5 separate regions of the Mus musculus genome follow, and all the other regions are linked to region 5. The links are chromatin contacts, called in public ChIA-PET, Hi-C, HiChIP or PLAC-seq and Micro-C maps. All regions are on one chromosome and are shown on one strand. The core of a region is the stretch at or near the end of the contact, and the rest is flanking DNA. Distances in the headings are between cores, read along the strand shown. Region 1 holds the start of Milr1 (mast cell immunoglobulin like receptor 1). Region 2 holds the start of Tanc2 (tetratricopeptide repeat, ankyrin repeat and coiled-coil containing 2). Region 3 holds the start of Polg2 (polymerase (DNA directed), gamma 2, accessory subunit). Region 4 overlaps Mrc2 (mannose receptor, C type 2). Region 5 holds the start of Limd2 (LIM domain containing 2).

The links. A called contact is a pair of places that touch in the nucleus more often than the background predicts. ChIA-PET counts read pairs in DNA pulled down with a chosen protein or histone mark. HiChIP or PLAC-seq counts read pairs in DNA pulled down with a chosen protein or histone mark.
Region 1: a contact with region 5 is called in an RNA polymerase II ChIA-PET map of memory CD8 T cells, with 62 read pairs. The contact joins the promoter of Milr1 here to the promoter of Limd2 in region 5. A contact is called at or near these places in 1 of 39 promoter capture datasets (liver), 2 of 115 datasets of contacts at active chromatin or transcription factors (memory CD8 T cells and microglia) and 2 of 9 other capture datasets (embryonic stem cells and liver).
Region 2: a Micro-C map of embryonic stem cells shows a contact between it and region 5, with 3 times the contacts expected there. The contact joins the promoter of Tanc2 here to the promoter of Limd2 in region 5. A contact is called at or near these places in 1 of 39 promoter capture datasets (liver), 1 of 484 Hi-C or Micro-C datasets (embryonic stem cells) and 1 of 115 datasets of contacts at active chromatin or transcription factors (pancreatic cancer cells).
Region 3: a Hi-C map of CD8 T cells shows a contact between it and region 5, with 3 times the contacts expected there. The contact joins the promoter of Polg2 here to the promoter of Limd2 in region 5. A contact is called at or near these places in 5 of 39 promoter capture datasets (cranial neural crest, hippocampal neurons, liver and 1 more), 5 of 484 Hi-C or Micro-C datasets (CD4 T cells, CD8 T cells, cortical neurons and 1 more), 5 of 115 datasets of contacts at active chromatin or transcription factors (astrocytes, double positive thymocytes, memory CD8 T cells and 2 more) and 1 of 9 other capture datasets (liver).
Region 4: a contact with region 5 is called in an H3K27ac HiChIP or PLAC-seq map of extraembryonic endoderm stem cells, with 5 times the contacts expected there. The contact joins the enhancer-like site here to the promoter of Limd2 in region 5. A contact is called at or near these places in 3 of 39 promoter capture datasets (hippocampal neurons, liver and stem cell-derived epiblast-like cells), 1 of 484 Hi-C or Micro-C datasets (embryonic stem cells), 5 of 115 datasets of contacts at active chromatin or transcription factors (embryonic forebrain, embryonic stem cells, extraembryonic endoderm stem cells and 2 more) and 1 of 9 other capture datasets (embryonic stem cells).

Annotation. Positions count from the first base shown.
Region 1 is chr11:106,749,329-106,754,491 of GRCm38.p6, reverse strand. It overlaps Milr1 (mast cell immunoglobulin like receptor 1), which reads right to left and starts at 3,266. Exons shown (of 7, transcript NM_001033435.3): 1 at 3,103-3,266; 2 at 2,817-2,858. The coding sequence starts at 3,208.
Region 2 is chr11:105,586,990-105,591,760 of GRCm38.p6, reverse strand. It overlaps Tanc2 (tetratricopeptide repeat, ankyrin repeat and coiled-coil containing 2), which reads right to left and starts at 1,775. Exons shown (of 26, transcript NM_181071.3): 1 at 1,512-1,775.
Region 3 is chr11:106,776,792-106,781,398 of GRCm38.p6, reverse strand. It overlaps Polg2 (polymerase (DNA directed), gamma 2, accessory subunit), which reads left to right and starts at 1,862. Exons shown (of 8, transcript NM_015810.2): 1 at 1,862-2,440; 2 at 3,838-3,964; 3 at 4,151-4,256. The coding sequence starts at 1,957. It overlaps Ddx5 (DEAD box helicase 5), which reads left to right. Exons shown (of 13, transcript NM_007840.3): 13 at 1-1,043.
Region 4 is chr11:105,350,652-105,355,294 of GRCm38.p6, reverse strand. Mrc2 (mannose receptor, C type 2) reads right to left here. Exons shown (of 30, transcript NM_008626.3): 30 at 4,150-4,643. Among named protein-coding and RNA genes, the nearest start is that of Mrc2, 60 kb to the right of the region's middle. Within about 2 kb of position 2,799, at least 69 of the 459 cell types and tissues checked have an H3K27ac peak or open chromatin away from gene starts, as enhancers often do. A contact at or near this core is called in extraembryonic endoderm stem cells, where this site is marked.
Region 5 is chr11:106,157,507-106,162,455 of GRCm38.p6, reverse strand. It overlaps Limd2 (LIM domain containing 2), which reads left to right and starts at 2,280. Exons shown (of 5, transcript NM_172397.4): 1 at 2,280-2,405; 2 at 3,014-3,108; 3 at 3,250-3,294; 4 at 3,382-3,521; 5 at 3,623-4,949. The coding sequence starts at 3,067. The coding sequence ends at 3,782. Gm10840 (collagen alpha-1(I) chain) reads right to left here and starts at 3,068. Exons shown (of 2, transcript XM_030246469.1): 1 at 2,998-3,068; 2 at 1,297-2,696. The coding sequence starts at 3,068. The coding sequence ends at 1,895.

The sequences.
Region 1 (5,163 bases), core at 2,017-4,516, 590 kb before region 5:
GAGATTGTCTCTGGGCATGTCCTCGAGGAAGTTTCTAGAGTGGATTAAGTGAGGTGGGAAGACCTACTCTGAATGTGTGTGGAGGCCTGGGTTCCCAGACTGAATTTAAAAAAAAAAAAAAAACACCAGAGAGACAGTGAGTCAGGCATCCACTGCCGAGGAATTTTAATCCAGCTACATGGCTGCTCTACTGGCAAGGGCTCACATGCTAAGACTGTCTTGATCTCTGTGATCCAGCTGGAATGCAGACATGCCTTTAATCCCAGGAGACAAAGGCAAGTAGATCTCTGAGGTCAAGGCTAGCCTGGTGTAAAGCAAGTTTCAGGTAAAGAAAGGTTGGGGTCCAGGCACAGCGGCACAACCTTTATCCTAGCACTCAAGAGACAGAGGCATACAGATCTCTGAGCTCAAGTCAGTCAGTTTGCTTGAGACCTTGAGTTGAGATGAAATACAGTGGAGTTCGGGGCAGTTCAGTTCATGGAGTTCAGAGGCAGTTTTACTGGGACAGTTCTAGTGAGACAGGTTACAGAGAGAGGACAAGCTAGACACAGGTGGAGACAGAATGAGAAAGAGCCAGAAGATTAGAACACATTGCCAAAGTTAGCATGAGACCAAGCAGAGCAATGCAGTAAGGAACTGTGAGAAGCCAGATTGAATCGGTCAGCTTGGAGTGGGGTTTGAGCCAGAATAACTGAGTTGACCAGCCAGCCAGAGTTCAGAAAGAGCTAGAAAGAGTGATCTTATTTAGTCATAAGCCTCAGAGGCTGAAAACATTCCAGACCTAGATAAGATTGTACGGAGGCTAGAAGCTTCCAGGACCAGGCCTGGGTTAGCAGACTGAAGCAGTAAGCTTCAGAGAGGACAATTAGATCAGGCGAATAAAAGAAACTTTAACAATCCAGTTACCTCTGTCTCCTGATTGTGGATGCTCTGTGACCAGCTGCCTCAGGCCCCTCCCATCGTGACTTACCCGTCATCAAGAGCCTTATCTCCCCTTGAGCCCAGGTTATCTCCCCTTGAGCAGTGAGCCCAGGTTGACCCTTCCTTCCTCCAGTTGCTTCCTGTCAGACATTTAGTTGAATCTTTCATTTCTCACAGTAGTGAGAAAAACAATATGCCCCTTCTCCAGGTGGAAGCAAGCACCTTAGGGAAATTGTCCCCCGTCCCCCCCGCCCCTCCAGTCAATCCCAATCTTTCCTTTGTTCTTCAGGTGTGCCAGAGGCCACCGGGTCTACACACTTGTGTTCCATATCGTTTGCTTTTTCCCAGATAAAAATTCCTTTATTGCACATCGGTCTCTATGTTTTTGTTTGACTTTGACACTGGATTTAACTTCCCATTTGCACTGCTTTTCAGGTAAGACCTGCCAACTTTTCTTATCATCGATTTTACTTCCTATAAGCCAGGGGCAGACCTGTAGCTTGGAGTCTTTCATTAAGTAACCAACCTTAATTCAGATCCTGTGACACATCCTTTTCTGCTCTCCTGCTGGGAAGCCCCTGCTTCCCCAGGGTCTTTCTTTCTCCTGTAATTTCAGGACTTGGGGGATGGAGGCAGATGGATGAAGAATTCAAGGTCAGTCTATGCTGACCTAGTGAGTTCTAGGCCAGCCTGGGCTACGTGAGATTGCCTTCAGTAAGGCCTGGTAAAACTCCTTAAATTCTGTCTGCTATGGCTTTGGTATCCAGTCTGTGAGCTGGTATACATACATACTCATGTGTATGTTTACTGTAAGATATGTAATATATGCTCTGAGAGTTAATATTACATTTAAAATTGGAATAAAAGAACTCATGTTTACTGACTGCTGGCTATCAAGAGAAATCAGGACTGCTTGGAAAATCACAGCCAAGAGAAGCAACATAGCTGGTGAATTTATTGCTATTCAATAAACTCTGACACCACAGACCGACGCAAAGATGTCCATCTAGACTGCTCCACTGTGTGCTCTCCCACACTCAGGACTTAACAGGCTGAAGCAGAAGGATTCTCATGAGTTCAGCATCAGCTTCGGCTACATAGTGAGTGCTAGGCTATGTAGCAAGATCTTATCACCAACAGTCCACAGAAAGAAGCTGCCTGCTTCGGGATGGGGAGGGGAGGGGAGGGAAGACAGGCTGGGTTGCACACAACAGCACTTTCAACTTTATGTGGTTAGCTTACACGGAAGGACCGATGTGCCGCAAAGACTGCAGAGGAACCAGGATTGGGGCCACCCCTTCTCACCGATGAAAGAAACCACCCTCAAAAGTCATTAGTTTGTGTGCCCGGCTTGCCAGCTGGGCAGCAGCAAGCCAGGCTCAGCAGCAAAGCACTCTGACTCCACAGTAGAGCTCTACCTAGGCATAGTACTAGTTGCCTGAATTAATTTAAAAGGGGTTTGAGTGGGCATGGTGGGCTGGGTCCCAGCATTTGAGAGTTTAGGAGTTAGTCTAGTTTAGCCTTGGCCACGTAATAGAGTTTGAGGCCAGCCTGACCTACATGAGGCTCAGCCTCAAAAGTAAATAAATTAATAAAAATTTACAAAAATCACGGGAGGGTTTTCTAGCTAAAAGTGATAACAAAGGAAGTTTGGAGGTTTTCATGGTAAAAAACAATCTCAGATTTTGCCCGGCCAAGTTTCAGGTGGAAAAACAAAATTGCTACAATTAATGCCCTCTCTAAACCTCAGCTCATTGGCCTCCTAGCAGATAATAGAAAGGCTTTGCTCTTGGTTGCCGATCTAAAAACACAGAAATCCCAGTAAGTGAACGCTCATGTTCAGAGTCAGCTATCTGACCATTTTGATGCCCATACTTTCAGGAAATGAAACTTACCGTTATTTTCCACCCTCGTACAATCCACTGCAGCATTCTGAACTGAAAGAGAAAATGGAAGATTAGAGAAAAAAAACCTCATTTCCCATGTGATTATTTTGAGAGATGATTCTTGTTTGTTTTTTCGTCTTTGACTTTTCAAGACAGGGTCTCTCTAGGTAGCCCTGGCTGGCCATGAACTCTGTGTAGATCAGGCTGGCTCCACAGAGATCCACCTGCCTTTGCTCCACCAAGTGCTGGCCCCCCCGTCCCAGAGTCAATTCTTAAAATATCGAATCAGGCTTACGTGTGATAGAAATTGTAAGAGCCCAAAGTAACAGTTTGTCCAGCCAGCATCTTATTCCCTTGAATGAAACGGCAGAGAGGCACATTGGCGAGTCACCATCGCCCATGGTTAATTGAGTTACTACAGAATGGGGCTCGGCTTCTGAGATTCCTCTTCCCAACCACACACAGGAAATGAGAGGATTTAGACAAGTTTACTCAACAGGACCTATGACTCGTTGGTTTAACTGTCCTTCATATTACTGGAACAGCTGCTCAGACCGCAAGGTCTCCTATCTCACTTAGAGCTGCTGCTTGGTGATAACGGATCTTTCTTTTTTTTCCCCCTTCTTTCCCCCTTTTTTCCCCTTCCCTTTCACTCCGGCCCATAGGTTTTTTTATTTGTTTTTCATTACAGATAGTTGTGAGCCACCATGTGGTTGCTGGGATTTGAACTCATGACCTCCAGAAGAGCAGTCAGTGCTCTTAACCACTGAGCCATCTCACTCACCAGCCCCGATAATGGATCTTTTATATTCTCTCTCTCTCTCTCTCTCTCTCTCTCTCTCTCTCTCTCTCTCTCTCTTCCTCCCCCTCACCCTCCCCCTCTCCCCCCCCCATCTCCCTTCCCCCTCCTAAAAGAAAAATGAAAAATGCCTCTGACAAGTAAGCCCTACTCTCCAGAGCACAGAGAACTTCCTGGCGTGCTGTCGGCCGTTGTTCATTTAAGATTACAAGTCCTTTGTTTGCTTCTTTAGACAAGCTTGGTTGCCCCATCTGCACAGGATGTGTTTGATCGAATGTAGGCTGGAGGTACATAAGCAGAGAGTATGCCAGGATGTTTGCTTGCTCCTGATTGGACAAAGGTGGAAAGTATGTAGCCTTTTGGGGTTTGCCTTTCTTTATAAACCTCCGATTAATGTACCTTGGTGACATACTCCCGGAATCCTGAGGATGGATTGTCTTAGCCAGCATAGCAATTTGGCTCAAAAACTGTGATAGTGTTCTTACTTTCACCCAATGGGATCAACACTTTCACACCACACACGCACACACGCACACACACGCGCGCACACACACACACACTTCCTAGCTGCCTATGAGGTGAGAGACAGGTTCCAGATGTATAAGGTACATCTTCTATACATGCAGCCTGAAGGTAATTGGAGGAGGGATTCAGAGAGTCCTTTGGCACACTCTTCTCAGGTCGGCGTATTCAGACCAGAACCTCAGCAACATTGCTCTCAGCTCCTCTCATCACCTCTGGAGGTAAGTCACACCAGGCTGCTCTGTAAGACCTTCCGGCCACCCTCCTGCCTCTCTAGCATCTTGCTTGGTAGATGATGTCTTCTTGGGTTTGGTTTGCAAATATTTTATTGAGTATTTTTACATCAATGTTCATAAGGGAAATTAGTCTGAAGTTCTCTTTTTTTTAATACTTGTTTATTTATTTATTATATGTAAGTACACTGTAGCTTGTCTTCAGACACTCCAGAAGTGGGAGTCAGATCTCGTTACGGATGGTTGTGAGCCACCATGTGGTTGCTGGGATTTGAACTCCGGACCTTCGGAAGAGCAGTCGGGTGCTTTTACCCACTGAGCCATCTCTTCAGCCCCTTAAGTTCTCTTTCTTTGTTAAGTCTTTGTGTGGTTCAGGATGTCTGTGGCCTCATAGAATGAGTTTAGCAATGTTCCTTCTGTTTTTATTTTGTGGACTAATTTAAGGAGTATTGGCATTAGCTCTTCTTTAAAAGTCTGGTAGAATTCTTCGCTAAAACCTTCTGGCCCTGGGCATTTTTTGGTTGGGAGAGTTTTAATGACTGCTTCTATTTCTTTAGGGGTTATAGGGATGTTTAAATATTTACCTGATCTTGATTTAACTTTGGTACTTAGTATTTGTCGACAAAATCATCCATTCCTTTTAGATTTTCCAGTTTTGTGAAGTGCAGGCTTTTGAAGACCTAGTGAATCTTTGAACTTCCCCAGAGTCCTTATGTCTCCCTTTTTATCTCTGATTGTCTTAATTTTGGTACTGTCTCTCTGCCCTCTCTGCCTATTAGTGTGGCTAAGTGTTTGTCTATCT
Region 2 (4,771 bases), core at 526-3,025, 570 kb after region 5:
TAAATACACCCTGGTGAACACATCAAATATTTCTGCTTTTGTTTCAGTTACACAGATACTCAATGTATACACACGTTATTTTTAATGGCTCATCTAGCTGTCTTTTGTTACTTTTGAAATTACAGTATGTTCTGACAATCCTCTCAAAACACAGATGTTCTTAGATGGAAGTCACAACGTTTTGTAGCATGTGGACACACACACACACTTAAGAGAGAAAGATGGGGTTGAAAGGAGGAGGAAGAGAGGTAAGGAACAGTTGTTTCATTTGTTTCTGGTTTTCCCTCACATCCCGAAGACAATTTACCTGGTAAATGCTACAAGGAACACTAACTACATTGACAGTATCCATGTTGCTGCATTTTATGCCAATTTACTGTATAGCGTTTTTATCTTATCTCACCATCCCATCTCAAGAGCTAAAACATACCAGAATATTCCACTATTGCCAGGCTCTGTAATTAGCCACTGCCATAGCTTTTGGCTCCAACCCTTCAAAATGCCTGAAAATTTATCCCTTTTGTTCACCATATTGTTCTGTTTTCCTTGTTCCACTTATTTTCACCTGTAAAAAAGCCAAGGCAGGGACACATGAAAAATCGTTCCCTTTGCCTAACGATCCTGAACACACAATTACAGTCAGGGTGCTTGGCTTGTTTGTCTTTTTTTGTTGTTTGTGTTTTTCTTTTTTTTCTTTTTTCCTTGAGAGGAGCAGAGGAGAGAGTGAAAGACATCCAATCTTTTCCTAATGCTAATGACCATTGTTTATGTTTTCTGGGAAACATTTTAAACATTCCACACCTGGAATAGAGAGACAGGCTACAATTGCATGGATGCTCTACATGTTGATGACAAAATCTGAAATCATTTTAGCCCCATTTTTTTCCTTTCCCATCTCACAATCAGACAATCTTTTTTTTTTTTTTTTTTTTTTGCTTTCACGTGGGTACTTTCCCCATGTCAAAAATCGCAGCTCCTCTCGATCTCCTACGACAGAATATGTAGCAAAAGCCCCATTAGTCTTTTATTATAGTACACCTCCTTCCCCAAAGGAATTATTCATGTTCCTAATAACACTTCTACCATGCATTTCTACGCCACAGAGGCCAGCCCATCCTGTGCCTTTACCTGGCACATTTCACAACTACTTTTATGCTGCATTCAGGGACACATTTTGCAACTCGTTCTGCACCACATTCCTTGCCACGTTTAGCAATCTGCCTCGCATCTCATCCCGGTCCCCGTCATCCAAAGACCCTCCAGGTACCAAATACCAAGACCAACCTCGGTGACAACCAAGTGGTAGACCCCGGAGCCCTCCGAAGCCGCCCTCGGTCCCACATTCATTCGGAGGCAGCCTGCCTTCCCCACGCCTTCGACACCGGAGGCACTTCACTGTCCGTTTCCCAGTCTCCCTGCTCGCCCCAGCCCCCGCAGCTGAGGCGTCGCAAGCGAACGCCCCTGTCACCTCACCCTCACCGACCCTTCTTCCCTGCTCGCCCAGCCCTTACCTGCCGTTCTAAGGGGCGCGGCGCACCTCGGGGTCAAGCCCGCGTGCCAGTGGTCTCCGGTGAGGACCGCGCCGCCCGCGGACGCCCCACGGAGGATCCGCACCTCAGTCGGGCTCGGCGGGGCCTCGCGGCCGGCGAGCGCTGGCAGCCCGCTGCGGTCCTCCTGTCAGCGGCGGCGCGGGGGGGACAGGCTCGCCCCTCAGCACCGCGGCGGCGGCGGGCGCCTCGCTCCGCCTCGCGCGCGGCACAGCCGGGAGGTGAGCGCGAGGGGGATGGGAACGGGGGCGGGGCCGCCCGAGGAGGCGCGCGGGGCGGCGGAGGGAGCGCGGCGCCTGCCGCCTGGGGCCCCGCGCTAGCGGCGCTCGCAGCTGGCCGCGCTGGGCGGGCGGGCGGCTGGCGCGAGGCGGCTGTGGCCAGCGGGCCCCGCCGGAGCAGCGCGCGCCCAGCAACCCGCGCCCGGCAGGCCGCTCTCTAGCGCCGCCGCCGCGCCGGGGGCGTCGCACCCTCGGAGGCCGCCCGCAGCCCCGCCCCCTCCGGGCCGGGTTGGGGAGGAGCGCGAGCGCGGAGGGAGAGCGCGTGCGTGGGGGCGCGTGCGTGGTGGAGCGCGCGCGCCCCCGCCCCCCGCCCCTCCACGGCCTGGGGGCGGGGAGGCGTTGCGAGAGCTGGTGGTGGTGAACCCCGGCTCCGCGCTGACAGAGGGGGCCCTGGCGCTGCAGGACGTGTAGGCATTTCTGGTTTCCTCAGGGGGCTTGGACTGGTGGGGTCGAAGGCATTTGGTAAGGAAGAGGAGAGGAAGCTCAATAGCTGACAAGGCCCTAAAGAGTTTGGCTCCGCCCCCCGAGATGATGTCACTCTCGAGGTGGCTGCTGCTGTCACGTGCGCCCACTTCTGGGGGCCTTTCCTCCTGCTTTGATAGCCCGAACGTTCCTCTAGACTGCCCCCGGCTCTGGTCACCACAGGCACACGTGTCACTCAAAGTCATCGACGCCAACAAGTGTCAGTTATTCCTCTCCTGCGTCTCAGTGGTAATGTGTAGACTGCTTTCAAGATGCCACCGTTGCCTTTCGAACAGGGATGGGAGGAAAAACAACAATGGCTTGGGGGCGGGGGGGGGGCGAGGGAAAATAGAGAGGAAGAAAGAAAACTGTCATCTGGAACAATTGATGACAGTTCTCTAACCTTAGCTTGCTAGACTTCAGTAAAGTTGACACGCTGCCTCTGTCATTACCAGCTTCAATAAGAACTATAGTGATTTCAAGGCACCCGGCTAAGCATAGAAAGTCATCACATTAAGACCCCATTGGAGGCTATTCAGTCATGTTTCTCCCCAAACTCTCTGCCTAGATGGTCTTCAGCTTGCTTCAAACCACGAAAACAGCCCTTCAACTTTGCAGGATTCTTGGAATAAAAATTTTTTCCCAAGTGCGTGCTACAAGATGATACAAAGCAATCATCGTTGCATATTTTGCTTGGGTGAACTTCCATCCCATTAACTGAGATGACTTTTTCGTCATCTGCTTCTTAATGAAATGCCATGATTGGAAATAGATTCACAAATTGCATCAATCAAGGGTGTTGTTTCAGTGCCGTTTAGAAGGTGGAGAAATTGATTGATTGGTTGCTTATTTTGATAACAGTCTATCTGAATCTACCCCAACCCCATAGCACTTATGTAATTTCTTTGATTTTTTTAAAAAAAATATTAATTTCAATGCAATATTTTTAAAAAATGGACATGAAGTCACGTCAGAAAGCAAGCCATTCCAGTGAACGCTTGAGAACTCTGAGGTAGAACTCTGAGGTATGACTATAATTAGTCATGTGAAAGACATATGGACTGTTGATACTAGTTCCAAAAGTTAAGTCTAACTAAAACCTACCTGCCTATGGTGATAGGAGCAGGGGACTGAGGTAGGTGAGGTGGGCATCAGAGGGAAATTTTCTGGATTATTAGAATGGTCAACACTGGTTAATGGTCACAACTGCATACACACCTCAAAAGGAAACTGTGCCTGTGTTTAGGTTTTAACCCACAAAGAAACGTTACATTTCAACAGTTTCACAATGAAACATTACAATGTCGTTATCTCTGGAGTCAAAGAACAGGTTTGGTCCGTGTCACTTTCCACTTACCCTGGGACGTGGTGCTAAGCAAGTCTTTGAAACTTTTCTTCACCTGTTTGGAATGAGTCATGATACCTCACAGAGTGATTATGAAATTTAAACAAAACTTTGAGAAATATTTAGTACAGAATATAGTATACAATAAAGTGTTCGTGGAAAAATACCAACTGTTTGCATTGTTTTTAGACTTGAATTTACCCTCCTTCCGTCTCTTTTAGTCTTTTTATTTATTTTAAAGATTATTTTGTATCTAAGCTGTTTCCTGTGGGTTTTGCTGAAGCTAATAACATTCCTTCCCTTGAGAAATTATGAAGCAGTCAGGGGTATAATATGTTACTTTTCAAACTAGTTCAGGTGGCAGCACCTAGAAATTATGGTGCTCATTGCGAAGCACCATGAAATATTGGTAGATTGAATTCTGCCATATGGACTTGACACAATTTTAACAGCCCTAAGGTTGGTTATACTATGCTAATGCAGATAGCCTCATATTAAAAATAATATTTTAAAAGAAATAATATGTCTGTTATTCTCTTTTAAAATCCGTTTGCTTTTTTATGGTTTAAGAGCTTTATTATAGAAATGCAGGGGAAAGAGAGAAGGGAGAGAGAGAGAGAGAGAGAGAGAGAGGGAGAGAGAGAGAGAGAGAAGAAAGGCTAGAGAGACAGAGAAAGGAGACAGGAGAGGAGAAAACAAAGAGAAAGGGAAGAGGAGAGAGAAGTGAGAGGTTAAGGAACAAAGTGTAAGAGAGCGAGGGGAGCTGAGCACCCCTTTTTATGGTCTTCACTGTTGCTAGGTAACTGGGGAGGAGTTTAGCCTGAAGGCCAGAAGCTTGGGCCATTGCTTACATGACTACTGACCATGCTTCTCTTGTGGGGGCTGTGGGAGGTGGTACCTTAGGCAGGGGCCGGACCTTTAATGCCAGCACTTGGGAGGCAGAGGCAGGCGGATTTCTGAGTTCGAGGCCAGCCTGGTCTACAGAGTGAGTTCCAGGACAGCCAGGGCTACACAGAGAAACCCTGTCTTGAAAAAACAAAACAAAACAAAACAAAATCCACTTGCAACTTTTTCGCAGGGTTTAATAATAATTTGCAAAATGAGAACCTTTAAACCCATTTTCCTGGCAATTGGAAAAC
Region 3 (4,607 bases), core at 613-3,112, 620 kb before region 5:
CAGAAGGCCCTTAGGATGATCTGTTTGTATGGGAAGAAGTTAGAGACAATGGATTTTATAATTCCAGATTTATTGGATAAAAGCTTTGTCATTTTTCAGTATCAGGGAAGTAAGTCATTTAATAGCCTATTTTCCTTAAGAGTGAACTACAGGACAGTAACTATATAAATACATGTTGATTTCTTTTGCAAAACAGTTTTAAGTAATGACATTTTTGCTTTATCAAAATTTTATTCCATCTCTTGGTTTTGTTGTCAACTGCCGAAATGTGCGAAGCTGAAAGACTGTTAGCCCAAGAGCTGTGTGCACTGTGTCTTTAGTGCAGGATTACCTTGTAGGTTCCTAGTCCTCGAGGACTTGCCAGAGTGCTTATAGCCACACCTGGAAGTCAGGAATGTCTCCACATTATTTCAGGGGATTTTAGGGGTCTTGTAGGCTAGTCACAAGGAAGACGACATAACCAAAAGCACAGTAAAGTTTTCGGGTTAGGTTCACTATGGGCTTAACAGCTAGAAGGATTGGGGGGAAAGCTTTAGATTTAAGTAGGATCACCAGCAAACAGCTTTGTTTCAGAATGGCTATAAGTAGGTCTAAATGTCTTCCCAAAAAATTGGTGTGTTTTTTGCCCAGGACAAAAGTCTTAAAGGAAGTTATTTAACTTTTTGTTTTTAAAATGGGCTTATTGTTAATGCCTTATTTATAAAATGTTAAAACAAAATAGAATGTGCTGGGGGTGGGAGCTGGGCGTGTTTTCCAGGGCTGATAACATTGAAAACTGGTTCATCCTCTAGTACTGAGTGGTTTTCAATGGCATGGCTAGTCAGATTCATGATTTTTAAGTATAGGTGTAGATTGGAGCATTTATTACATATTTTACTGTTCAATGTCTTAATGTGGACCTTTTATTTTGTAAATAATTATGGAAATGATTGTGGGGCTTGGAAAAAATTACCTTTGAAGTTTTAAAAGACAGTCCACTTTTTAGCATGTGTGTTGTGTCCAGCCTGTGGTTGTCTTAACTAATAAATGTGATTTTTCTCCCCATTCTCTTCATTTATTTATTCGCGTAGAGGCCTCTTACCTGGGTTTTTGCACCCCCGCCTTCCCCATTCCAGCTATCCTGGAATTTGATACATAGGCCAAGCTGGCCTTGAAGTCAGAGATTGTCCCTTATGCATATGTTAACATAGGAGTGAGCTACCACAACAGTCCTGCACCTTATAATCAAACTCCAGTATCAAAAACACCCCTTTGTCCTAGTCAGGTATTAACTGATTTCTACGAGAAGGGAAGTACAGAGGTTAAGAGCACTGCTCTTCCAGCAACCATACGGTGCCTCACAACCACCTGTAGTGATGGCCTCTTCTGGTGTGTCTGAAGACAGCAACTCACAAATCTTTAAAAAAAAAAAAAAAAATTCTTTTTAAGGAGGTGGTTAATAAATTCCCGAAGCCCTTTTTAAGACCTGGTCACCCTGTCTGTCCAGCCACACCCGGGAGAGAGTGGAGTGGCCATTGGTGATAATGTTTGCCAGCATTAGTATAAACTAAAAGTGCACAACACATTCCCTTGGAGACTGAACGCTAAGCCTCACATCAGTACCGTCCAGGACAACATTTTGGAAGGGGTTTTTTTCGTTTTGTTTGGCAGCTCGGAAAACCTGATGCTAACTCTATAGTAACAGGATTGTGGTAAAAGCTAAACAAGTGAATGTGAGGCAGGTGGAGTTACCAAACGGAAAATCCCAAAGGTAGTAAACAATCAGACGCTGGCGTCAGCCGCGGAGGCCGGGATACGCCCAAGGCGGCTGCTGCTCAGCAGCGGGTGACGCTCTTCCGGGGGCGTGGTCTACAGCACGTCCATTTCCGCTGTGCCTGCACCCCAGGCCCTGGTGCTGGTGTAGGTTTGAAACTGCGGCTCTGCACGGGAGGTGCTGGTGTTCCGACTCCTGAAGCGATGCGCTGCGGTGGCGGCGCCAGGGCCTGCCGCAGGGCCTGCAGGTGCTGGCTGTCCGGGTACGCGGGTCCCGCAGATGGGACGCAGCAGCCTGACGCCCCCGAGCATGCGGTGGCCCGCGAGGCGCTGGTAGACCTCTGCCGGAGGAGGCACTTTTTCAGCGGGACGCCGCAGCAGCTCAGCACGGCTGCTCTGCTGAGCGGGTGCCACGCGCGCTTTGGACCTTTGGGTGTAGAGTTACGAAAGAACCTAGCCTCACAGTGGTGGTCCTCTATGGTGGTGTTCAGGGAGCAGGTCTTCGCGGTGGACTCCCTCCACCAGGAGCCGGGCTCTTCGCAGCCGAGGGACAGTGCCTTCAGGTTAGTCTCTCCAGAAAGTATACGCGAAATCTTGCAAGACAGAGAGCCGAGTAAGGAACAGCTAGTGGCATTTCTTGAGAACTTATTAAAAACTTCTGGGAAACTACGGGCGACTCTTCTTCACGGTATGGCTCTTCGCGTTTCGTGCTTCTGAACAGATTTGGGGTGGAAAAGCAGTCTTGCACGAGTTTGGAGACAGCAACGGCCCTAGGCTTCCAGGCAAAGAAGTGACCAGGTTCCTTTTTTTTTTTTTTTTTTTTTTTTTAATAACATCAGAGTGATCCACCTTGAGGCAAAGGTCCGAGGCATCATTCCTGAAGAAATTTGTAAAGCATTCAGTTTGACGAGCAAACCTAAAACTATAGAGGTAGGACCTTATATAAATCAGTCACATGCTTTCATTGATACCAAGGCATTTTCAAAGACTTCCTCTGTTCCAGTTTTAAATACAATTATCAACTCAGGTTTTTCTTTTTTTTTTTTTTTTTTTTTTTTTTTTTGAGACAGAGTTTCCCTGTGTAGCCCTGGCTGTCCTGGAACTCACTCTATAGACCAGGCTGGCCTCGAACTCGGAAATCTGCCTGCCTCTGCCTCCCAAGTGCTAGGATTAAAGGCGTGCGCCACCACTGCCTGGCAACTCAGGTTTTTCTTGGTGTTTTTTGTTTGTTTGTTTGTTTTTGGTTTGTTGCTTTGTTTTGTTTTTTTTTTTTTTGTGGGGTTTTTTGCCAGGTAATTTTTTAGCTTGTCAGCTAGAAGATGAGATACACATCTTTAAAGTCAAATATAACAAATTCGGAAATGCTGCCTCTGCCGTTTAGCAGTATGGAGTAGCTAACAACACCTTACAAATCCAAGCTTGTGAAAATTAGTATATACTGTAACCTTAAATTTTTAAAGCAAAATAAAGCAAGCCGGTGATAAATGCAATTAGATTGTAGTATATTTTATCCTGTATTCTTGGTATTGATTGATTAAACAGTCTCACCATGTCCCCCAAACATCAGCTGTTTTTTACCTCTCAGTCTTTTAGATCAAAGTTGCAGACTGAAAATGAGATTTTGAGTTCAGTGTGGATAACATGGAAGTCAGTTCTCTCCTCCTATCGTGTGGGTCCTGGGGATAGAACTCAAGACTTCAGGCTTAGCAGCAGCTGCTTCTACCAGCTGAGATGTCTTTCCAGGTTTAAGGATTTTTTTTTTGGTTTTTCGAGACAGGGTTTCTCTTTGTAGCCCTGACTGTCCTGGAACTCACTTTGTAGGCCAGGCTGGCCTCTGCCCCACACTTGGTTTTTTTCTTTCTCTCTCTGAAGATACTGGACTGTTCTTTTGTTTCTTCTTTTGAGAACCTGATTTCTTTATCTCAAGTTTACCTTGAAATCAGTCTGTAGCCCAGGCTTGCTTCAAAGTGTCAGAGTCCTCTTGCCTCCACCCCTGAGTACCAGGATACCAAGTGCTGGGCTCAGAGTTCACTGCTGGTTTCCCTAAGTGAAATAGATTTATATGATCGGTTTGTTTCTTGGCAGGTGCCTTGGAGCACTATGTTAATTGCCTGGATCTGGTAAACAGAAAGCTACCTTTCGGTCTTGCTCAGATTGGAGTCTGTTTCCATCCTGTTTCGAACAGCAATCAGACACCCAGCAGTGTTACAAGGTACAAACTGTGACAGATAACCTGGTTTGCTACTTAAATACTCAAGTATTTCACTATTTCACTTTGTGATTCATTAACATTCTGTTTTGTTTGTTTGTTTGTTTGTTTGTTTTTACAATGATATGGAATTTTAATGAATGAATATTTTTTTTTCTCCTTTTTTTGTTTGTTTGTTTTTAAATAAAGAGTTGGTGAAAAGACGGAAGCTTCCTTGGTATGGTTTACTCCCACAAGGACTTCGAGCCAGTGGCTTGATTTCTGGTTGCGTCATCGGCTTCTGTGGTGGAGAAAGGTACTCCAGTAATAATTTCAGTAGTTAATAATTGAACTCATATTTTGGTTTTAGTATTTGAAACAGGGCCTTGTATAACCCTGCCACATCTCAAGCTCCATATGTAGCCTAGAATGACCTTGAACTTGCTGCTTGTCTGAGCTCAGGGATTATGAAGAGAGCTATCACCCCCAGTTTGGGGATTCCTATGTCTAAGCCTCCTGAGCACCGAGCTTACTTACAGACATACTCCACCTCATCGGGCTTATGAATAGAACTTGATTTACCTTTGGGTTTCGTGTTTTAGTTTTAGTTTTTTCTCCCCCCCCCCCACCCCCCCCAGACAGGGTTTCTCTGTGTAGCCCTGGCTGT
Region 4 (4,643 bases), core at 1,550-4,049, 810 kb after region 5:
TCAAGCTTTCTCACTGTTGGGAATTGAACCCAGGCAAGCGCAACTACCACCAAACCACAGACACAAACCAAACCTATGGCCAGCATCACAACTGCCATACCACATCAGCTAATTATGCACCAGGATGAGAGCCCATAAAGAGGAGGAGGCACCTGGACAGAGGTTTCCATAGAGAGAGACGCACATGGAGGTGAAGTGAGCCTGTGGGCCCCACTTAGGGAGCACTTCCTGTGAACTTACCATGGGGATAAATGAGCCCTTGACTCTGGCTGCAGCCCTCACAATCAACCTGTGTTATTAACCCTGTGTTGCCTGGGAGGAAGCTTACCTTTGGGAGGTTGTGTGACTCAAGTAGCCCTCTGAAGTTCATAGTATCTGTTAAGTCTATTGAGCAAAGCCATGCACCCAACCCGTGAGCTCTGTGACAAAGAGAACAGATAGCATTCGCTATCAGCTCCAGGCAGGGATTTCAGGGGTCTCAGAGCCAGCACTTGCAACAAAGGCCCCTGGAAGAAGGGCTGCAGAGAGGGCTCAGCAGTCAAGAGCCCTGGCTGCTCACCCAATAGACCTAGGTTTCAATTCCCAGCACCCACATAGTGCCTCACAACCACCTGTAACTCCAGTTCTACGATATCCAATTCCCACTTCTGGCCTCCATAGACACTAAGCCTGTGTGTGGTCCACAAACACATGCACAGGCAAAACACCCACACTCACAGCATTAACAACAGTAGCACAAAGCCAAGGAAGCGAGAAGAGAACAAGGTTTTTAATGGCTTGTGGAGTCCAGGAGAGGGAAACTGAGGTGGTAGGAGAGGGCTGACCAACAGGGAGGACCAGGTTTTCGAGCATTTATTTAACATATATGAGGGAATGGAGACTATATACGATACTATTTATATAATGCATTTTATACAAGGGGCTTGGACTTGGACAGCCGTGCATATAGAGAGCAGCAGCAGATCGTGGAATGAACCCACTGGAATAGCAAGGGGAGATTGTGTCTAATAACAGTTTGTTGTCCTTATCGTGGAGGACACCTCGCACTTTCCTCAAATTCCAAGGGAGGAGGACAGTGCAAATCTGCAGAAGCTGATGGAATTACAGTGTCAGAGGGCCAGGTGTCTCCCCCTGCCTGGCACAGCTGGACACCCTACAGTAACAGAGGGCCAGGTGTCTACACACACACGCACACACACACGCACACACACAGCTGGACACCCCACAGTAACAGAGGGCCAGGTGTCTCCCCTATGGACAGCTAGACACCCCACAGACCTCAGGGGTGTCTGGAAGTAAGACAGTATGGATGGAACTAGAAAAGTGTCACTGCCTGGGATCCCCAGAAAAGCCACCAGCCAACTGATAAATTCAGTATTTGGCTTCTCTGAATACATGGCCTTGAACCTTGGTGCCTGGCAGTTGCTCAGACCTCTTTCTAGTGTCTGTAACTACTTGCTTTTCAGACAAGGAAGGGTTAAAGCCAGCCCCTCCCCTTTGATGCAATGGAGCTGATTCTGATGGGAGCCAAAGACTGAAGTCAGCAGTTCCCTGAGGCCTCTTGGCAACACCCTCCTAAGGAAAGTCAGGCCTGCGGGAAGATCTGGGCACTTTCTTCTCATGCTGGACCCTCTTCAATCCCTCATTTGTCCTCTTCTGACTTCCCTGAGTGTCTCCTTTCTGCCTTCCCTCACGATGCTAGTTCTTTACCTCAGGTCTGCCAGAGACTCCTGCCCCACTGGTCCAGGCAGCTTGACCAGGTTTGGGCGGCTCTGTTCCAGGATAGCCATGTGGTGAGGCTGGCTGGCTCCTTGCCCCTGTGGCCTCAGAGAGCTGCCCACTGGGCCAGGCCTGCTCTGCCAGGGTACCTGGGAGGAGGCCATCTCTGCTTTGATAGGAGATAGGGGAATGCTGTTCTCTGGAGAGCTGCCCTGTCTTCCCATTCATTCATGGATTCATTGAGCTGTCACTGAATATTCAGGTGCTCGAAGCTGGGCCAGTTCAGACCTGCAAGGGAAAGCTGGGCTCCGTGCCTGGTAGACAGTGCCCTTCGCTCAGGCCTGGGACAGGTCTCAGGCCATCTGCCACTCAGCAGGCTCCGCAGAGAACCTGGCACACAGAAGAGATGCTTCGTGGTCAACTGAACTGAGCCCCACCAGAAGATAGAAGTCCTTGTCACATGTTCTAAAACTAGAACTGGCTGGGAGCCAGAGGGCAAGTGGCCAGGTCCAGAGCCTTCTTCCTGACCACTCAGAGAACTACGGGAACATTCCCTAACTCTTCTGCAGGAAGGCTTAGAACATACTCTCTGGGGAGCCCCCAGGCCTAAGAGGCTGTAGGACAAACTTGGATTGAATGTGGCCTCTGGCAAGACTCCAGTCACCAGAGAAAGAAAAGGAAAAATTAACTTGTCAAGGTTTGGGGAGTCAATTCATGCTTGCCCTGGAAGGGTGAGGGCCTGGGTTCGAATCCTCAGCACCCACATAAAACCCAGGAGCAGCAGCTGCCTATGCTCGTAACTCTTGGGGGTACAGATAGGTAGATTTCTGGGGCTGCTGGGGTCAGTAGGCTTGCTTACCCAGTCAGCTGCTGGCATGCACATGCTCTCTCTCTCTCTCTCTCTCTCTCTCTCTCTCTCTCTCTCTCTGTCTCTCTCTCAAATAGATGGGTGGCACTGGACATTTGGAGCCTCATTCCTTCAACTACTCAAATGACCCAATAGAGCTCACACTGCTTTTTACCACGCTGCTTCCTTCTCTCTCAGGGCAATGGTCACTGGCATCCCTGCCCTCAGAGCCGCTCCCAGCAGCCTGAAGAGCAACCCTTGAGCCACAGCTAGTAGCAAAGCACTCGACTCACAAAGGGGCTACTCTGGCCTCTGTTTGGAGAGCAAATCACTTGAAGGTAAAGTGGGTTAATCATTAAGGACCTTACTTTGGATTGACGGTCCCTTCCGTCCCTTCCGGAATGCCTGGCCTACCTATCTCCCATGGGTCTTGTGAGAGCTGCAGAGTAGGGACAGCTGGAGGAGCCCACACACACACACACACACACACACACACACACACACACTCAGGAATGCAGCTCACGGACTCTCTAGAGTTCTTCTGTCTTGGGCGGTCCCACCCATTCATCCTGCACATCTGATCCCGGCAGAAAGCAGCTGATCTGCTGTCCCCCTGGGCAATCCAGATCCCATGTTTCCTAGTGGCTTCCCCCAGCCTGAATCAAACATTGGAAAGAGACTCGGAAAACCATCATGGCAGGAGCGTCCAGGGTGGATGGGCAAGGGAAGGAGCGAGAACATTCAATGGGTGTCTTTATGTATTCTTTTCACTCCTTTAGGCTCTGAACCACATGACCACACTGCCTATCCAAAACAAGTAGAACTAAGATTTTAAAAGTCCTGGACAGGGTAAGCCTGAGAACGCACAACGCCTCTAAACCACCGCTAGTGTTCCAGGCCAAACCAGCCACCATCTTCTGAGGTCTTAATGATTGCAAGGGCTTCCTCTGCTTCCCCTCCCCCATCTCCCATCCATTGTCTGTGTCCCTTACCGCGGTTACAATGAACTTGTTAAAGATCAGATCAGCCATTCCCACTGGCAGCCTTCCTTACAGTATCCACCATGCCACTGCGTCCTGGCCTGCACCCACTCAGCCACACTCCTGCAGTCACCCTGTCGGTCCTCTGAGACATTAGGGACCCTCTGCTCCCACTCTGGTCCAGGTATTCATATTGCTCACCCTACACACACACACGCACACACACACACACACACACACACACACACACACACACACACACAATGTAATAAAAAAAAACTTTAGAAATAAGAGTAGCAGTTAGCATTTATGGAGTGCTTACTGCATGCACTCAGAGGCACTTGGTAAGGACACTCACCACATCCTTAAGCATCTTTCCGACAGCCCAACCCTAGGAGATCCTCTACGCCCTATTCAAGCTGATGGGACAATGAGCTCAGGTGCCCAAGTTCACACGCTTGTAGGCAGGGACGACTTGTCTCCTGAGGAGAGCCAAAAGCTCAGAGGCAAAATGGCAGGCTACAGAAACAACTGGACAGAGCTGCCATCTGTCCCTACAGGGCTGCGGGGGTCAGACTCTGCAGAGAAGGAGGCACAAACGCTGACTTCTCAAGCCTCTGGAAGGTTTTTATTTGTTTGCTATTCTTTTTCTCTTTTTCCTTCTTTAAAAAAAAAAAAAAAAAGACAAACAATAATAGCACATTTCGAGAATCAAGAACTACAATAGAGGGTCCGCTTTGAGTTTTTGTTCACATCGTCCTGCACTGGGACACGGGGACTGGCACTCTCCATCCTGGCTGGGACTCTCCTCTGGAAAAAGGTGCTGAGTGGTTCCATGAGTTGGTCTCCTAGGCCACACCAGATGGTAGCACCTGGTGCTGTCCCAGGTTACAGCCTCACCAGCGCCCCTCCCCCTCCAAACCATCTTCCCTCTCTCCAAGCCAGAGCCAGAAGCCGGAGACATTAGGGAACTTATTTTGGTCCCCACAGGGGACTCTTTCAAGGACAGAGCCCTCCCCTGACCAGCAGGAGATGACACCCTGTGAGTGGATAAGGTGTCTCTCCGAAGTTCCATCTCTACTCCAGCAGACACCACA
Region 5 (4,949 bases), core at 1,031-3,530:
CCAGCAAGTGTAACCCAAGAACCTGTCGTCCTGGCTGGCAGCCAGGGATGAGGAGCAAGGGGACCTGTTCTGACCTTGTTCCTGTGCATGCCCACGTGTACAACCCCAGCTCAGCATTTTCCACCTTGCCAGTCCCCTGGGTGAGGCCCTCACCTCTGGCTGAGGTCTTATGCCCCTTTTTTCTGAGAATTCTCAGACCATCAAATGCTCCCCAAGGAAACTTTATGTTTTCTTAGGAAGTTTTACAGTTGAGGCTGGGAGTCCAGCTTGGTTGGCAGAGTACTCACACAGCAGACGTGAAGTGCCATGTCGTGTGTCCCCCCCACCCCCCAGACAGGGTTTCTCTGTGTAGCCCTGGCTGTCCTGGAACTCACTCTGTAGACTAGGCTGGCTTCGAACTCAGAAATCCGCCTGCCTCTGCCTCCCCAGTGTTGGGATTAAAGGCGTGTGCCACCACCGCCTGGCAAGCGCCATGTTTTGCTCCCCAGCTCCTCAGGACTCTCTCTACTGGGCATGGCTCAGAGTACTTTATAAACCTAGCACTTGGGGGTAGAGGCGAGAGGATGGGATTGAACATCACCCTTTGCTACATAGCTGGTTTGAGTCCCGCCTGGGCTAGAGATCTTGTCTAACAACTACAGAACATTTAAAGAAACTTTAAAAAAATTTTCCTACTGGAGGTAGGCTAGGGGACCTGAAATGGCATGTGACAGAAGCTCATGTGACACTCCAGCGCTTCTAGCCCCTGCCCAACTTTTTCTCAGATACTTAAAAAAATTTTTTGTGTGTGTGTCCGTGTGTACCAGGATATGACTTGTAGCCCTGGGTGGCTTCGAACTCAGAACGCTGGCGTGGGCCCACAGTTAGCTGCTTTCGATCCTTCCTCCTCCTAGCTAACTGCTGACTGTGGTAGCTTTCTCCAGCTCTGCCCACAGATGGTCCCAGCAGGGCGGGCTGCCAATCAGTGCCCCGGAGCAGCTGCCTGGTGTCCCTAAGGGCTTCACCCTTCTTGTACAAAACAGCTCCCTTGGAGAATCTGATGATAGGTGTGGATAATTTTTCCTAGGAAGAGTCACCCCTAGTTGTGGAGGAACACCCATTACGAAGTCCAGGCTGAGCCTCAGTGCAGGCAAACATCGACCTGAGGCTGAGGGAGAAAAGCGAAGCTCAGCGTGGGTGCATTAGCACCACAGTGGGGCGCGGGTGGGGATGGGTGATGCTGCCTGCTGCCTCCCTGTTCCCCTGCCAGGCAGGAGGCGGTAAGTTGTTCTGTTCCCTGACACGCGTGGGCCTGCGCTAGAGCCACCAGTTTTATTCCTGTTACAGGGGTGTGGAAATATGTCGCCGAGGGCTGTGTGAAGACAGTCTCCAGCTGGGCTTCAGGCAAAGCCCTCAGCAGAAGTCTGTGCCCTAGATGCTGCTGCCTAGAGTCCTTCCCCTCAACCTGCTGTGCAGTGGGCTGGGGCGGAGCGGCAAAAGCAGCTCTTGTTGCACTTTGTTCTCTAAACAACTCCAGCCTAAATGGCTCTCTGCTCCCTTCGGTGGAACAAGGTGTGCTTGATGCAAGGAAGTGGGTCCTTTCAGATAGGGGCTTGACCTGGGCCATGGCAAGGCCCGAGGTTACTAATCCCACAAAATCTGGTCACAGAAACCATTTAGGATGTCGAGCTTAAGGGGGCTGGTGATTTCGGAAACCACAAGGCTGCAGTTCTCGGATAGCGGATCTGTCACACCCCTTCAGTAGTGACATGGGCCCACCGCCGGCTCCCTTGGCCTAACATCGGGGTATACGGAGGGACTACGAGCCGCCTCCATCTTCCTCTGTAGGACTCCGTGGCTGCCAGTGGACCTGCCTCCCGAGTCCCCACAGTGGGGTGCCTCAAACTACTGGGTCTTAAGAGCGCAAGAAGGGGGCGGAGCTAATGGGACTGCGTTCACAACGGCTAACGGGTAAACCGAGGCAGTAAAGGCCCAGGCCATTTCTGAAGGTCCGCGCCGGAAGAGCCTTGCGTGTCGATCGCAGGCTGAACTCGTCTCCTCCCGAGATCTGCGATTCGGTCCCCGCCGTCGTCCCTTCTCCACGAGCGGCAGAGGAGGTTGGCTCCGGGAGGCGGGAGAGCGCGGGCTGTGAAAGCGATGTGGGGGCAGACAAAGGCGGGGGGACGGCGAGCAAGGGAAAGACAAAGCACAGAGGGGGGTCGGCGGCGGCTTCTCCCGGAGGCGGCCCCGGGCGCGCGGAGCCAATGGGCGGGCGCGGGGCGGGGGCCGGCGGGGGCGGCGCCGCGGTGAGGCGGCGGCTGCCGCTCGGGGACCACTGGCAGCGGCGGCAGCTCGCGCCCGCGCCACTTGCACCCGAGGCGGTCCCGCAGCGACCGACCCCCGCCCCGCGGCGCAGGCCGGGCCCGGTGAGACCCACGGCGGCCGGGGGGAGGGGCGCGGAGCGTTGCGGGGCCGACGCCGCCTGGCGGTTCGCGCGTTGCGCTCGCGGGGATCCCGAGGCTCGCGTCGGTCCCGTAGGGCCGGCTCGTGGTGGGGTGGGGTTTCGGGGTCTGGGGTCCCGAAGAGCGGGCGCGGGAGGCAGCGCAGCCTGGCCAGGCAGGAGGTCGGGCCCAGCACTGTCTAGGGGCTGGACGTCTAAGCCCGGTGAGGGGGCGCGCGGGTCTGGCGGTACCCTGCCCAGACCTCTGCTGACCTCCCTTCATCCCAGGCGGGGTCTCTGCCTGTGCTTCCCACAGGCAAAGACCGTGGAGCCCCTGTCCCCGGCCACTCTCGCTAACTTTGTTCTGTCTCCACATATGTTTCCACTCAGGGACCCCCTAACCCTTGGGGGCTGTATGAGGGGCGGGTAGGCTGTTGGGGGTGGGTGAGGGGCGGAAGTGGCAAGACCCAGAGCAACAGGAAATGACTTAGGGAAAGTCCCAACCGCAGCCCCCCAACCCCCTGCCTAAAAACACCCCAGCCTGCAGAGTGGGGGAGGGCTCATGGGGCCCCACTGACTGACTTCCCCTTGCAGAACCCTCTTGGCTCGGCATCTCCTCCAGGGCCACCAAGCACCTCTGAAGAGCCATGTTCCAAGCTGCCGGAGCCGCCCAGGCCACCCCCTCTCATGTAGGTGTCCAGCCAGGTGGGGAGGAGTCAAGGGGACAAGAGCAGCTTGTTTGCTTGGCACCTTGTGCCACCTCGAGTGCCCCTGGGATGTGGGCTGGGCCACCGGAGAGCTGACCCCTCTGACTCTTCCTCTTCCCCCAGGAAGCCAAAGGCAGCAGTGGCAGCAGCACGGTACAGCGGTCTAAGGTAGGGTCCTAAGGGTGGGTGTGGGCAGAGGAAAGGGTCGGCGCTAACCCGGCTTCTTGCTAAGTGTACTCTGCTCCTACTCCACAGTCCTTTAGCTTGCGGGCTCAGGTGAAGGAGACCTGTGCAGCCTGCCAGAAGACTGTGTACCCGATGGAGCGGCTGGTGGCAGACAAGCTCATTTTCCACAACTCTTGTTTCTGTTGCAAACACTGCCACACCAAACTCAGGTGCGCTCCTGCCCTGTCCCGGCCTGCCCACCTACTTGCCCACCCTTACCCTACCTTCCCGCCCTGCCCCAGACTGACCCAGATGTTCTCTGCTTCCACAGCCTGGGCAGTTATGCTGCAATGCACGGTGAATTTTACTGCAGACCTCACTTTCAGCAGCTGTTTAAGAGTAAAGGCAACTACGATGAAGGGTTTGGTCGTAAACAGCACAAGGAGCTCTGGGCCCACAAGGAGGTGGACTCAGGCACCAAGACGGCCTGAGACCCCTTTAACACCCATTCCCTCCCAGCACATGGCCTCCCGCTGGGCAGTGGAAAGGAGATTAACCCGGGGGCGCGGGGTGGGAGAGGATGAGGCTCCCTCACACAGGTTTCAGGCATAAGGCTCTGCTCCAGGATTCCTTACTTTTCCCATGGGAGGTTGGCGTTGGGAACCAGAATTGGAATTTTCACCATACTGTGTCCTTTAGTCCACCTCATCTCACCCCACGGCTCCCTGGGAGGCCCACAAGCCCAGCTTCCCTACTTAGGTGCCTTTTCTCCAGCAAGGAGTCAGCATGCCCTCCTCAGGGTCCCAAGCTCCCTCACTGCCACCTGGGCCTTGTGTACCCCCTTGTCTCCCCATCTACCTCTGCCCCTTAGCCTGGTAATGAGCCACAGAGACTGGAAGAGGGAGAGTGCCATCTACTGGGCCTCATAGATGCCACCTCGCTGAGGGGGGAGGGCTGGGGAAGAGGCAAGACAGCCTGCAGCCTTCAGGGTCTGGGGGTCCCTTGCACCACAAAGCTAAAGCTCTTGCTAGAGCCTCAGCTGACAGGGTCGGCAGTAGCTATGCTCCTCCATCTGTTGTGCTGTTCTGTTGTGATCAACCCTCTTTTAAAAACATTTAAACAGCTCTTGACTCTCTTGTGTGGCCTGATGGGGATGCTTTGTGGCAGGCATGCAGCAGACTCCTCATAGCGAGGGGAATGGAGGACAGCCCACAATACTCCTGGCCTTAAAGGGGCTGGTGGTCTGTGCCACCTTGGGGTGTTAAGCTGTCAAACCTGAAATCCCACTGTGTATCCTCGTCCCAGAGTAGCCAGGCACACTGGCTTGCAACCACACAAATGTTTTGGGTTTTTGAGACAGGGTCTCACTGTAGCTCTGATTGGCCTAGAACACAGAGATCTGCCTGCCTCTGCTTCCAAAGTGCTGGGATTAAAAAGGCCTGTGTCATCCATGCCTGGCTTCGGTTCTTCAGAGGTTAATTCACTACACTTGAGTACAGAAGAGAACCTTTCTGACTTGGCCAAGACCTTAGTGTCTGCCTTTCTGCTAGCTGATTCCAGCTGTCCAATTTCCTCCTAGTCCTTTACCCTAGAAATCTGCAAAGAATGGTAGGAATCCATAGCCTATCAAGTGCTGCCAGTACAACGTCTTCCACCTT